2 separate regions of the Sus scrofa genome follow, and region 2 is linked to region 1. A link is a contact called in public Hi-C data. All regions are on one chromosome and are shown on one strand. Each heading gives the region's core, a stretch centred on a gene start, on an enhancer-like site or on the middle of the called end of the contact. The rest is flanking DNA. Distances are from core to core; before and after follow the strand shown.

The links. Hi-C and Micro-C count contacts between places; a contact is called where the count stands out from the background.
Region 2: a Hi-C map of omental adipose tissue shows a contact between it and region 1, with 4 times the contacts expected there. The contact joins two enhancer-like sites. A contact is called at or near these places in 1 of 5 promoter capture datasets (liver), 23 of 47 Hi-C or Micro-C datasets (adipose tissue, alveolar macrophages, brain and 12 more) and 1 of 2 datasets of contacts at active chromatin or transcription factors (skeletal muscle).

The regions. Positions count from the first base shown.
Region 1 is chr9:75,173,990-75,180,593 of Sscrofa11.1, forward strand. All of the region lies in intron 2 of ASB4 (ankyrin repeat and SOCS box protein 4), which reads left to right. Among named protein-coding and RNA genes, the nearest start is that of ASB4, 67 kb to the left of the region's middle. Within about 2 kb of position 3,877, at least 1 of the 83 cell types and tissues checked has an H3K27ac peak or open chromatin away from gene starts, as enhancers often do. A contact at or near this core is called in omental adipose tissue, where this site is marked.
Region 2 is chr9:75,341,648-75,348,251 of Sscrofa11.1, forward strand. No RefSeq gene overlaps it. Among named protein-coding and RNA genes, the nearest start is that of DYNC1I1, 70 kb to the right of the region's middle. Within about 2 kb of position 3,489, at least 7 of the 83 cell types and tissues checked have an H3K27ac peak or open chromatin away from gene starts, as enhancers often do. A contact at or near this core is called in omental adipose tissue, where this site is marked.

The DNA.
Region 1 (6,604 bases), core at 2,627-5,126:
TAGAAAAAGAAGAACAAAGAAGTCCTAAAGTCAGCAGAAGGAAGGAAATTGTAAAGATCAAAGAAGAAATCAATAAAATAGAGACTCAAAAAACAATAGAGAAAATTAATAAAACCAAGAGCTGGTTCTTTGAAAAGGTGAACAAAATTGATAAACCCCTGGCCAGACTCACTAAAAAGAGGAGAGAAAGAACCCAAATCACCAAAATTATAAATGAAAAAGGAGAAATCACAACGGATACAGCAGAAATACAAAAACCATAAGAGAATACTATGAACAACTATACGGCAATAAGTTTGACAATCTGGAAGAAATGGACAATTTTCTAGAATCTTACAGCCTGCCAAAACTGAATCAAGCAGAAACAGACCAACTGAACAGACCAATCACTAGAAATGAAATTGAAGAGGTCATAAAATCACTCCCTACAAATAAAAGCCCAGGACCAGATGGCTTCACAGGTGAATTCTATCAAACATATAAAGAGGAATTGGTGCCCATCCTCCTTAAACTCTTTCAAAAGGTTGAAGAAGAAGGAATACTCCCAAAGACATTCTATGAGGCCACCATCACCCTCATTCCAAAACCAGGCAGAGATACCACCAAAAAAGAAAACTATCGCCCAATATCATTGATGAATATAGATGCAAAACTTCTCAACAAAATCTTAGCCAACCGAATCCAACAACATATCAAAAAAATTATACACCATGACCAGGTTGGGTTCATCCCAGGTTCACAAGGATGGTTCAACATACGCAAATCAATCAACATCATACACCACATTAACAAAAAAAAAGTCAAAAATCATATGATCATCTCAATAGATGCAGAAAAAGCATTTGACAAAGTTCAACATCCATTCATGATCAAGACCCTCACCAAAGTGGGTATAGAGGGAACATTCCTGAATATAATCAAAGCCATTTATGATAAACCCACAGCAAATATAATCCTCAATGGGGAAAAACTGAAAGCCTTCTCACTCAAATCTGGAACAAGACAGGGATGCCCACTCTCACCACTGCTCTTCAACATAGTTTTGGAAGTCTTAGCCACAGCAATTAGACAAACAAAAGAAATCAAAGGCATCCATATAGGAAGAGAAGAGATCAAACTGTCACTGTATGCAGATGACATGATTCTATACCTAGAAAACCCTAAGGACTCAACCCCAAAACTCCTTGAACTGATTAATAAATTCAGCAAAGTGGCAGGATATAAGATTAACATTCAGAAGTCAGTTGCATTTCTGTATACCAGCAATGAAGCATTAGAAAAGGAATACAAAAATACGATACCTTTTAAAATTGTACCTCACAAAATCAAATACCTCGGAATACACCTAACCAAAGAGGTAAAGGACCTATATGCCGAGAACTATAAAACCTTAATCAAAGAAATCAAAGAAGATGTAAAAAAATGGAAAGATATTCCATGTTCCTGGATTGGAAAAATCAATATTGTGAAAATGGCCATCCTACCCAAAGCAATCTACAGATTCAATGCCATCCCTATCAAATTACCCATGACATTTTTCACAGAACTAGAACAAACAATCCAAACATTTATATGGAACAACAAAAGACCCAGAATCGCCAAAGCAATCCTGAGAAACAAAAACCAAGCAGGAGGCATAACTCTCCCAGACTTCAAGAAATACTACAAAGCCACAGTCATCAAAACAGTGTGGTACTGGTATCAAAACAGACAGACAGACCAATGGAACAGAATAGAGAATCTGGAAATTAACCCTGACACCTATGGTCAATTAATCTTTGACAAGGGAGGCAAGAACATCAAATGGGAAAAGGAAAGTCTATTCAGCAAGCATTGCTGGGAAACCTGGACAGCTGTATGCAAAGCAATGAAACTAGAACACACCCTCACACCATGCACAAAAATAAACTCCAAATGGCTGAAAGACTTAAATATACGACAGGACACCATCAAACTCCTAGAAGAAAACATAGGCAAAACACTCTCTGACATCAACATCATGAATATTTTCTCAGGTCAGTCTCCCAAAGCAATAGAAACTAGAGCAAAAATAAACCCATGGGACCTCATCAAACTGAAAAGCTTTTGCACAGCAAAGGAAACCCAAAAGAAAACAAAAAGACAACTTACAGAATGGGAGAAAATAGTTTCAAATGATGCAACTGACAAGGGCTTAATCTCTAGAATATACAAGCAACTTATACAACTCAACAGCAAAAAAACCAATCAATCAATGGAAAAATGGGCAAAAGACCTGAATAGACATTTCTCCAAGGAAGATATACAGATGGCCAACAAACACATGAAAAAATGCTCAACATCGCTGATTATAAGAGAAATGCAAATCAAAACTACCATGAGATACCACCTCACACCAGTCAGAATGGCCATCATTAATAAATCCACAAATAACAAGTGCTGGAGGGGCTGTGGAGAAAAGGGAACCCTCCTGCACTGTTGGTGGGAATGTAAACTGGTACAGCCACTATGGAGAACAGTTTGGAGATACCTTAGAAATCTATACATAGAACTTCCATATGACCCTGCAATCCCACTCTTGGGCATCTATCCGGACAAAGCTCTACTTAAAAGAGACACATGCACCCGCATGTTCATTGCAGCACTATTCACAATAGCCAGGACATGGAAACAATCCAAATGTCCATCGACAGAGGATTGGATTCGGAAGATGTGGTATATATACACGATGGAATACTACTCAGCCATAAAAAAGGATGACATCATGCCATTTGCAGCAACATGGATGGAACTAGAGAATCTCATACTGAGTGAAATGAGCCAGAAAGACAAAGACAAATACCATATGACATCACTTATAACTGGAATCTAATATCCAGCACAAATGAACATCTCCTCAGAAAAGAAAATCAATCATGGACTTGGAGAAGAGACTTGTGGTTGCCTGATGGGAGGGGGAGGGAGTGGGAGGGATCGGGAGCTTGGGCTTATCAGTCACAAGGTAGAATAGATTTACAAGGAGATCCCGCTGAATAGCATTGAGAGCTATGTCTAGATACTCATGTTGCAACAGAAGAAATGGTGGGGGAAAAACTGTAATTGTAATGTATACATGTAAGGATAACCTGACCCCCTTGCTGTACAGTGGGAAAATAAAATTTAATAAAAAAAAAAAAAAAAAAAAAAAAAAAAAAAAAAATTCTAATAAATTAATTCATATAAAAAAGAGACCATTTTTTACTTTCAAAATAGCAAAAAAAATTTAGAAATAGGTAACTACATACTGGTGAGTATTTGAAATAGCACACATGCATCAGTAAGAACTTTCCTCAGTTATTCATAAAGACTCTTAAAATAGCTTAGCTATTTCAGCTTAATGACTCTATTTTGGGAGAATTTATGCTAAGGAAATAATTCTAAAATTTACATACAAGTTTATCAATTGTAGCATTAGTTATAAGATCAAAATTTAGGAATAAAATCCTCACATCTACCACTAGAGTCAACTCACGCTATGGAATAGTATGTAGTTATTTTAAAATGATATTTATAAGGATAGTATAACAATGTGGAAATGCTTTACAACAGTCAACAAAAGGCAATGTTTGTTTAATAAAATATTAAAGTATTCTAATCTAATTGTTAATTAGAGACACAAACATTCAAACAGAATGAGGTCTCAATATGCACCCACCAGATTGGCTAAAATTAAATAGAATGAAAATACCAAATGTTGATGAGAACTCTGGCACATGGCTTAAGGAATTATAAACTGGTACACCACCAGTTTGACACCTTCTAATGAAGAAAAAGCTAAATACAGCCAATGACCCAGTAATTCCACTCACAGATATAGAACCCAGCAGACCTGCCCATGATCACTGGGTACAAGAAGGTACAAGAATATTCATGGTAGCAGTGTTTGGATCAGCCTGAGACTGGAAATGTCCATCACTAGTAGGATTACTTATGCTGTAAGACAGAACACAGTAAAATGAACAAACAAGAGCTTAACATGGCAACATCGATTACTTTCACAGACATAGTGTTGACTGAAAGAAGCAAGTCATGAAAGAATATGTGTTGGTTATTCCATTTATATAAAGTACAAAAACAAATGAAACAAACCTATCTTGTTTAGAGGTATATATAAAGGTGGCAAAATTATAAAGAAACTCAAGGATGTGATAATCATAATAGTCGGGATAATGGTTACTTCAGGCAGGATGGAGGAGTTGTGAGGGAGAAGGATACATAGGAAAGTGGAGGACTTTTCTGCATCTGGGAGGGTTTGAGTTCCTGACCTACGATGTGAATACATGGAGATGTCTTTACAATCTTTTTTTAAACCGCTCATATGTATTTTTATACATTAGGTAATGCATGTTCTATATTATGGGTTGAATTGTATCCCCTCCCTTCCCCCCAAAAGAGGATATGTTGAAGTCCTAACCCCCAATACCTTGTTTGTATATAGGGTTATTGCAGACGTAATTAGTTAAGATGAATAGAGCAGGATGGTCCCCTATTGCAGTATGACTGGTGTCCTTATAAGGAGATAGCCATGGAGTTCCTGTTGTGGCTCATCAGTAATGAACCCGACTATCATCCATGAGGACGTGGGTCCAATCCCTGGCCTTGCTCAGTGGATTAAGAATCTGGCATTGCTGTGACCTGTAGTATAGGTCATAGATGTGGCTTGGATCCTGCATTGCAGTGGCTGAGAGCTGCAGCTCCCATTTGACCCCTAGCCTGGGAACTTTCATATGTGTGGGTGTAGCCCTAAAAAGACCAAAAAAAAAAAAAAAAAAAAATTAGCCACGAGAAGACACAGAGGCACAGAGAGAACACTGCATCAAGATAGAGGTAGTCCTTGGAGTTACACATCTGCAAGCCAAGGACCACCAAAGATTGCTGGCCATTGCCAGGAGCTAGGAGACAGGCTTGAGACAGATTCTCCCTTAACACCCTCAGATGGAGCCACTCTTGTCAACAGCTTCATTTCACTTCCAGTTTCTAGAACTGTGAATAAATTTCTGTGTTTAGTCACCTAGTTCATCATACTTTGTTATGGCAGCTCTAAGAAACTGAGACATCGTATTTTCATATGAAAAATCTATTTTTTTAAGTTCTCAAGAATTTATGCTTATGATCTCTAATTTCCTGAATAAATTACAAAATATAAAATAAAAAGGTAGTCAAATTATCCTACTTTATATAGTCCCTGGAAAAGTTACACTAAAGTCACAATTCAAGTATTAAAAATAAGGATCTTCTATTCAGAAAAGGAAACTATGCAGTATATCTAGTTGTAGCAAGAGGTCAAGGATCAGTTGTAAATGTCCAAGTACATTAAAAAATAAAGGATGTAGTTTGTTCCAAGTTGGCCTATAAAATTTTTATCCTGATCCTTCGATTCCCTTTCTTACTGGAAATTCTCCAGTGTCTGAAGTGACCCTGATTTTGGCTTCTGGGAAGACATTCTTATTCATTCCATTTCACTTGAGAGCAAAGAAGGGCCTACCTGAAAGGAGATCTGACCCAGAACTTCTTCGGGGCAGAATAGTGATGAACACAGATGGTAGATCATCCTGAGGGACAATCTTTGGTTATAATTCTGCTTTCTGAAATTTAGGAGTAGAGAACAGTCTCAGAGTTTACAGAGCAGTGTGCTCTCAGAAACCTTATTAGGGGGTGGATTTCATATAGGACACCAAGCAAGCTTTTAGGAGTATTGCCTTAAATGTGTTCTATATGATCAGAGGGTGCCATAAAAAAGAGCATAAAGGAGCAATGGAGAACAGGTTTTTTTTTAAATAACAAAATGTCACATGATTTCTCTATTACTTCTAAGTGTTAAAATATCAAAAAAAGTGATGTTCAGGAAAAAAAAATTTAGAAAAAATAATGAGGTAGAATAGCACCATGGTGAGATATTTCAAAGCCAAGTTCTGTGCTTTCCAACCTCTGTTCTGCTGCTTCCGGGCTTGATGTAGTTATTACTCTAGGTATAAATTTCTTCATCTGTAAAATTAAGACAATTGTGCCTACTGCAAAGGGTTGCTGGGAAGATTCCATAAGGCAATACATGAAAAGCCTTTAGCTCAGAATGTTGTGCATGTTAAGTGCGTAATAAATAGTTGTTGCATCACCATCATCATCATCAGAGTTCTTTCCAGATTTATTCTTGAAGTAGCTGTATAAATTTTCAGTAGAGTTGATTATAGAGTTGGCCTCATAGGGTCGTGTGGCTCACCCCAATTAAATTAGGCTGAGAAGGAAGATTTCATCTTCTCACATTGACCACTCTGGTACTTAACTTCTCTATCAGGAAAATAAAATTCACTTCAGTATCCTGGTTTGTGAGATAAAGGGGCTGGATTAAATAATTTCTAGGGAGATTTCCAAGCCCTTAATTTATATTTCTAAACAGCTATTATCAATCATAAATCAAACATGTTACATACAGTCTTTAATCATTGTCTTTCCTTCAATGGGTATTTATGTTTTACTGGTTTCTACCCCTTGCATTTCGAAATATGACCTTTAATCTAGTTTGGTGGTCAATGTGTTTTGTGTTTTTTGGTTTTGCCCCAGTTGTGTTCCAAGGTAGCCTCATGGATTT
Region 2 (6,604 bases), core at 2,239-4,738, 170 kb after region 1:
AAAATTGAGGAGTTCCCGTCATCGTGGTGCAGTGGTTAACGAATCTGACTAGGAACCATGAGGTTGCGGGTTCGATCCCTGCCCTTGCTCAGTGGGTTAACGATCCAGTGTTGCCGTGAGCTGTGGTGTAGGTTGCAGACGCAGCTCAGATCCTGCGTTGCTGTGGCTTTGGCATAGGCTCCAATTAGACCCCTAGCCTGGGAACCTCCATATGCCGCGGGAGCAGCCCAAGAAATGGCAAAAAGACCAAAAAGAAAAAAAAAGGAAATTGACAACACTGTAAACCAGCTATAGTGGGGAAAAAAAATCGTTATACAAACTAAAAAAAAAAAGTAAAGAAAATGTGAAAAAAATGTGTAGGGAGTTCTCTTGTAGCTCAGTGGATTAAAGATCTGGTGTCACAGCCATGGCTGTGGTTACAGCTGTGGCACAGGTTCAGTCCCTAGCCCAGGAACTGCTGCTTGCTGAGGGCATGACCAAAGAAAAAAAACAAAATTGTGAACTTATGCCCCCAAAAATCCACTTCTAGAAATTTATTCTACAACTGTATTTACATGTCTGAAAAACATCATATGTATGAAGATACTCATTACAGTATTGTGTGTAACAATAAGAGATACAAATTGACCTCTTGAAAAATATGAATAAACCCATTAAGAGGTTAAATGAAGTATGGTACATCCATATGGTGGAGTACTATAAACATGATTTTTAAAATTCAAGTATTTGTATTTTGACATGTTATAGTTCTAAGATATGTTGTTTTGCCAATCAATTTTATGCTATCACTTGTATAAAAAAGGAAGAATATCTGGAAAGATATACAAGAAACTAATGAGTCATTAGATATTTGAGAAGCAGGGAATGGGAATTTAGTAGATGGGTAACAAGGTTAGAAGGGAGAATTTCTTTTTTACTGAATATCCTTTTATTCTTTTTGTTTTGGAGTCATATATTACTTATCCAAAAATTCAATAACTTCATTTTAAAGAAAATAATTGCATCATAACTAATTCATCAGAACAAGAATATGTGTGGAGATTCTGGCACTAAACTGTTGATGCCATATAATGACTTATCAGGCTTCTTCCACCTTCTAGAATTTCTGGTTGTTTACAGTTCTGAAAGATCAGAGCTGCAGTGCTCAAAAGAAACAGTCCTTGATTATGGTGGCCCCTACAGGACAAGTGGAGAATTTTTTGTTACTTTATTCCCACTTTAAAGGTAGAAGAGTTTAGAATATATGGATTAGGACTGTGACCAATGGTTTCCCTTTGCTGTAGTTAGAAATAAAAGTTTTGCTGCTAATTACTGATGTAAGCACTGTAGACAAAGCCATTTCATAGGGAGCAGACTGAGAGGGCAGTGCGCTGAAGAGGGAAATGTACCTGGATTCTGACACTCTCCCTGTCACTCATAGCAAAAGTCCTTACCCTCTTCAAGCCATAGTTTCCTCACTTGTAAAATGTAAATATTACCATCCTTATAAATCTGTTGCTTTTTATTTTTTATTTTTCATTTATTTATTTTATTTTGCTAGTTAGGGCTGCACCTATGGCATATGGAAATTCCCAGGCTAGGGATCAAATTGGAGATACAGCTGCCAGCCTACACCACCATCACAGCAACATGTGATCCGAGTCACGTCTGCAGCCTACACCACAGCTCACAGCAATGCCGGATCCCTGACCCACTGAACAAGGCCAGGGATCAAACCCTCATCCTCATGGATACTAGTCGGGTGCATTTTTAATGCACCACAAAGGGAACTCCCTTGTGTTGCTTTTTAAAGCTTACAGCTATTATAGGATAGTGATGTCCAAGCCCTAAAACAACCTCAGCACTCGCAAACTCACTCCAGTGGAACTGAGCACAGTCTAACAAAGACCACCTCAAACAAAGAAGAACTTTCTAGAGAAAAGAACTTGGAGCTAAACTTGAAGCTGTAAGGTTATAAGTCTGAAACTACCAGGGGTCACCACATGAAAGAAGCCTGTTTAAGATGGAGAGAAGTTAGGGCAGAGAGCGAGAGAGATCTTGGAATCTAAGAATATCCATGTTCGTTTATATGAATAACAAATTTCTTTTACTTCAGTGACTATGATTTCTAAACCTCACAAGTGAAAAAAATCTTGATTAAATGCACTGGGTCTTCAGTAAATAAAAAGATCCTTAATCCCACTTAAAATATGGGAAATACAACCACAAAGACATATCATTTTTTACCTATCAGATTTGCAAAGGTCTGATATCTTGGTAACTCACTTTAAATGACCAATTTATGGAGAATAGGAATTGTCCTACTTCGTTGGTGAGTGTTATAGTGATATGGTCCATGTGGTAGCTAATTTGGGAATGTTTATAAAAATTACAAATGCATTTACTTTTTAGCTTGCACTTCTGTAATTTATTCTACAGGTATACTTGTACATATAAAATGAAGGAATATTTATTCATTGTAGCATCAGTGTAATAGGAAAACATCAATGTAAATATCCAGCAATAGGATCTGGATAAATAAAAAATATGGTACAGCCATACAGTGGAATATATCAAGCTGTAAAAAAAGAATGAAGGATTTCTTTGGGGGTTAATATGAATATATATCTTCAACATATGTTAAGAGAAAAATTTTAAGTGCACATATTTGTGTAATATATCTGTATAAATGGGGAGAAAGGAAAGATCTTTTCATATTTGCTTGAACATGTATGAATGTCTCAGGAAAGATAGAAAAAATAACAAGAGGAATAGTTATCTATGGGGAAGGGGCAGTATAAAACAGGATTTAGGGCAGGATATATTGGGAGGAAGATTTTTTTATTGTATACCTTTTATTTTACTGTATTTAAATTTTTTGGAACTACATAGACTCTTCACAAATATTTTCAAATGCAGATTTTTTTTAGAAAGATACAACAACAGCTTAACAGAGTTCCAGAATTCTAAATTATATGTGAGATGCCAACGCAAAATGTCAGTCGCATAAACTGAAAGAGAAGGTTTTCTTCCATCTTCTAGAATTTCAGCTTTAAAGAAATCGGTGCTAATGGCAGAAAAGAGATAGCCCTGGTAATGGTGGCACCTACAGGACACATCCAGAATGTTTCATTTGTTTTTCTTTTTTTCATTCTGAGAGTCAGTGGTTGAGCATGGGTTGTGCTGGTAATTGATTTTCCATTGCAGTTCCTGAACAAAAGCATTTTGCTAATCCTTGTATACTTATTGTCAGATACACCTGTATACAAATACTGTCCTTAGCATGTACTGTCTGTGTAGCTTTAGGCAAAGGCACTTAACAACTTTTTAAAGCCATGGTTTCTTCACTCATAAAATGTGGATGATACCAATCTTGTCATACTGTTCCTTACTAATATTTTAAGTGAACTGTGTCACCTAAGAAATATTAATGCTGCTCCCCAAATGGCCTGTGGTTGCTCAACCCCTTAGGCAACCCCGGGCCTCTGAACCTACATCAACAAGAGGTTAGATGCTAAATAAATGCAGCCTACCCACAGATGAGGCTATGAGGCTACAGTCCTGGAGCCTCCCTGGCCAGCAAAGGAAGACAGACTGGAGAAAGGAAGATAGAGAGAGGGAAAGAGAAAGCAATTGAGGGCATCGTTTGTACCCTTGTATCTCAGCATACTGGAGGCTCTAGATTTATCCCTGACTTTTCAGTTGTAAAGACAATAAATCTCTTTTTGTAAAGGCAGATTAAAGGGTTTTTGCTTTTATTTTGCTTGTAATTGAAAGAACCCTAATCATTTCTAATGCTGCCTATTAAAAGTTGTTCAATGTCATTCATAAAAGTATGAATTTAAAATAAGTTTTTCCATCTATTATATTGCATTTTCCATCCATTATATTGATGAAAAATAAAATCGATCACACACTATGTTGGCCAAACTATGAGGAAATACTTTATTTTACTAGTGAGCATGTGAGTTTAATAATCTCTAAAGAAAGTAAAAGGCGTATTCATTAAACTGCAAATACATGTGTCACCCAGTAATTGCTCTCATGTGTAATTTGTCCCGCAGATACATATCCTCACATGCAAAATGAGGCATGGACAGGGTTATTCACACAGCATTGTTTGGAAGTGCAAACAATAGAAATCAAACTAAATGCCTGTCACTGGAGAATCAGTTTCATTCACATGGTGGAGGACTTTAAATCTCTTAAAAGGAAAAAATTTCTTTAGGAACTGGTAATGGCAAGCTATCTGTATAATTATTTAGAAGAAAAAGAAAAAAGGAACAGAAGAATGTGAATAACTGGCATTAAAAGGGGATGGGGAAAGGAATCTATGTTCATAATTAGTTGCATATGGATTAAAATCTCTGGAAGAATAGACAAAGAATACCATCATAAAGGCTCTTTAGAGGAAATTGGTGGATTAAAGACAGATTTAGAGGAAGATTTTTTTCAAATAAGATTTTTTGGGGTACATTTTAATTATTGAAACCTATAAGTGTATATAACCTATTCAAAAATGAAGTAAATAAAATTTCAGAAGAAAATAACCCTAACTTATGTGTTGGAGCTTTAGAAATCTAAACTCACAAATAGGAATCCTTAGGCTGAATTGTCTGTAGCCTGAACTCCATCTTCTAGAATTTCTGATCCTTTCTAGCCTTGAAAGATCAGGTTGCAGGGCTGGAAAGAAATATCCTGTGGTTAGCAGCGCCACCTACTGGAAAAAGAGAATATATCCACTGTGTGTGTGTGTGTGTGTGTGTGCGCGCGCGCGCGCGCGCGTGCGTGTGTGTGCGTGCGCGCGCGTGTGCGTGCGCGCGCTTTCTGGGAGAGGGGGAATGAGTGGGAAGGAGCATCAGAGTTTAGCAGGGCATAGGAGAGGAGTGGTGATTTTTCCCATTGGAGTTGCTAGTTTCTATGAACATAATTTCTCACATAAGCATAGGCCTTAGAGCTGGTTACAGATAGTGGCTTTGTCACTCACTTTTTGTTCCTCCTCAGTTGTATGGCTGTAGGTAAAGACACGTAACATTTGAGCCATAGTATCTACTCTTGTAAAATAAGAAATATGCTATCTGTATTGCAGGTTAATGGTGTTGCAGGTTAATGCCTCACAGTGTTTGTTTGGTTGACTGGTTGAGTTGGTTTGGTTTCTTTTCCATACTATGTGGAAGTTTCCAGGCCAGGGATCAAACCTGTGCCACAGCAGTAGCCCGAGGTGCTGCAGTGACGATGCCAGATCCTTAACCTGCTGTGCTACAAGAGAACTCCCTCACAGAGTTTTAAGAGACTTTTTCTTGCTAGAAAAACTCAAAATCTGTCAAAGAATAGCCTGTGATTATATCCTATGGCAATCCTAAACACCTGAAATCCATTCCTACAGGAAGAGAGTTGCTTATGAAATGAAACCCACAGAAGGAGCCTTCTTTCCATAGTCTCCAACTCAGAGGGGATATGAAAATATGGGACAAAGATGATGATTCCAGAGAACTGACCAGAGCAGCCAGGTTGGCTAGGGAGCTCACATTTCCTCCAGGTCAGGGACTCCTTGCTCTTCCTGCCCTGGGCAGACTGCACCGAGACTACTTTATGCCGTTTCCTGTTCGCCTCCTTACTAAAGGGACGTTTTGCTGTGCTTGCCCTGTTCTTTTTCTGTCCTTTCATGTGTGCGTTATGGTTACCCCGGAACCATAGGTTGCTGGGCCTGGAGACATGACCAATAAGACTGCACGTTACTCAGAAATCTTGAACTTGGAGCAATAACCACACCAGTCAGTGTGGTCAACCTTTGAGAAGGGAGTGAGTACAGTTTCACAATATATAACTACGGCTTCGTCACAACTATGGCATGAGTGCTTTTTAAGATGTATGTGAATAGAAGGGTATGTAGATGTTGAGCTGCTAAGGAGATGAATTACAGCGCAGATCTCCACTGTTCACCAGCCAGTGCTTATCTATCCTTCTTCACATGATACCACTTTGAGCTTTTGCTGGACAGGCAGAATCCCACCTCTCACTCAATCCATTTAGTTTGGGCAGATTTGAGCTCTATCACATGACTCAGGCCTGGCCAGTCAGAGCACTGCATCCCCTGTCTAGTGCAGGTCTGTGAGCATTGGGCAATCAGAGTCTGTCTGAGAAGAGGGTCAAGACTGGAGGAAACTGGAGTTGGAGAGGGGGAGGGAAAGCAAGCAAATGAACGAGTAAGACAGAGAGAGAGTGAGAGAGAGAAATCACAGGCCTTGGTGATATTTAAATCTTTGGATTAAGGCCGACAGTAAATTCTGCATCTACCTCCAAACTTGTCAGTCATGAGAAAATAAACATCTTCTTGATGAGGCTATGGAGTTGGGTTTTCTATCACTTGCTGTTGAAAGGATTCTAACTCACTTAAATGGCTCTTAAATCAAAAGAAGCTGAAATGCACTTATAATAAAAGAAATAAAAAATAAAACTGAGATACCATTTTTTTTCCCATTCAGATTGATTGGCAAAAATCCAAAACATACTGTGTTGGCCAAGCTGTAGGGAAATAAACAATTTCATACATGGCTGGCAGGCGTATAAGCTGGTACAAGCCCTGTGGAGAGCAATTTGGAAATGTCAATAAACATTGCAAATG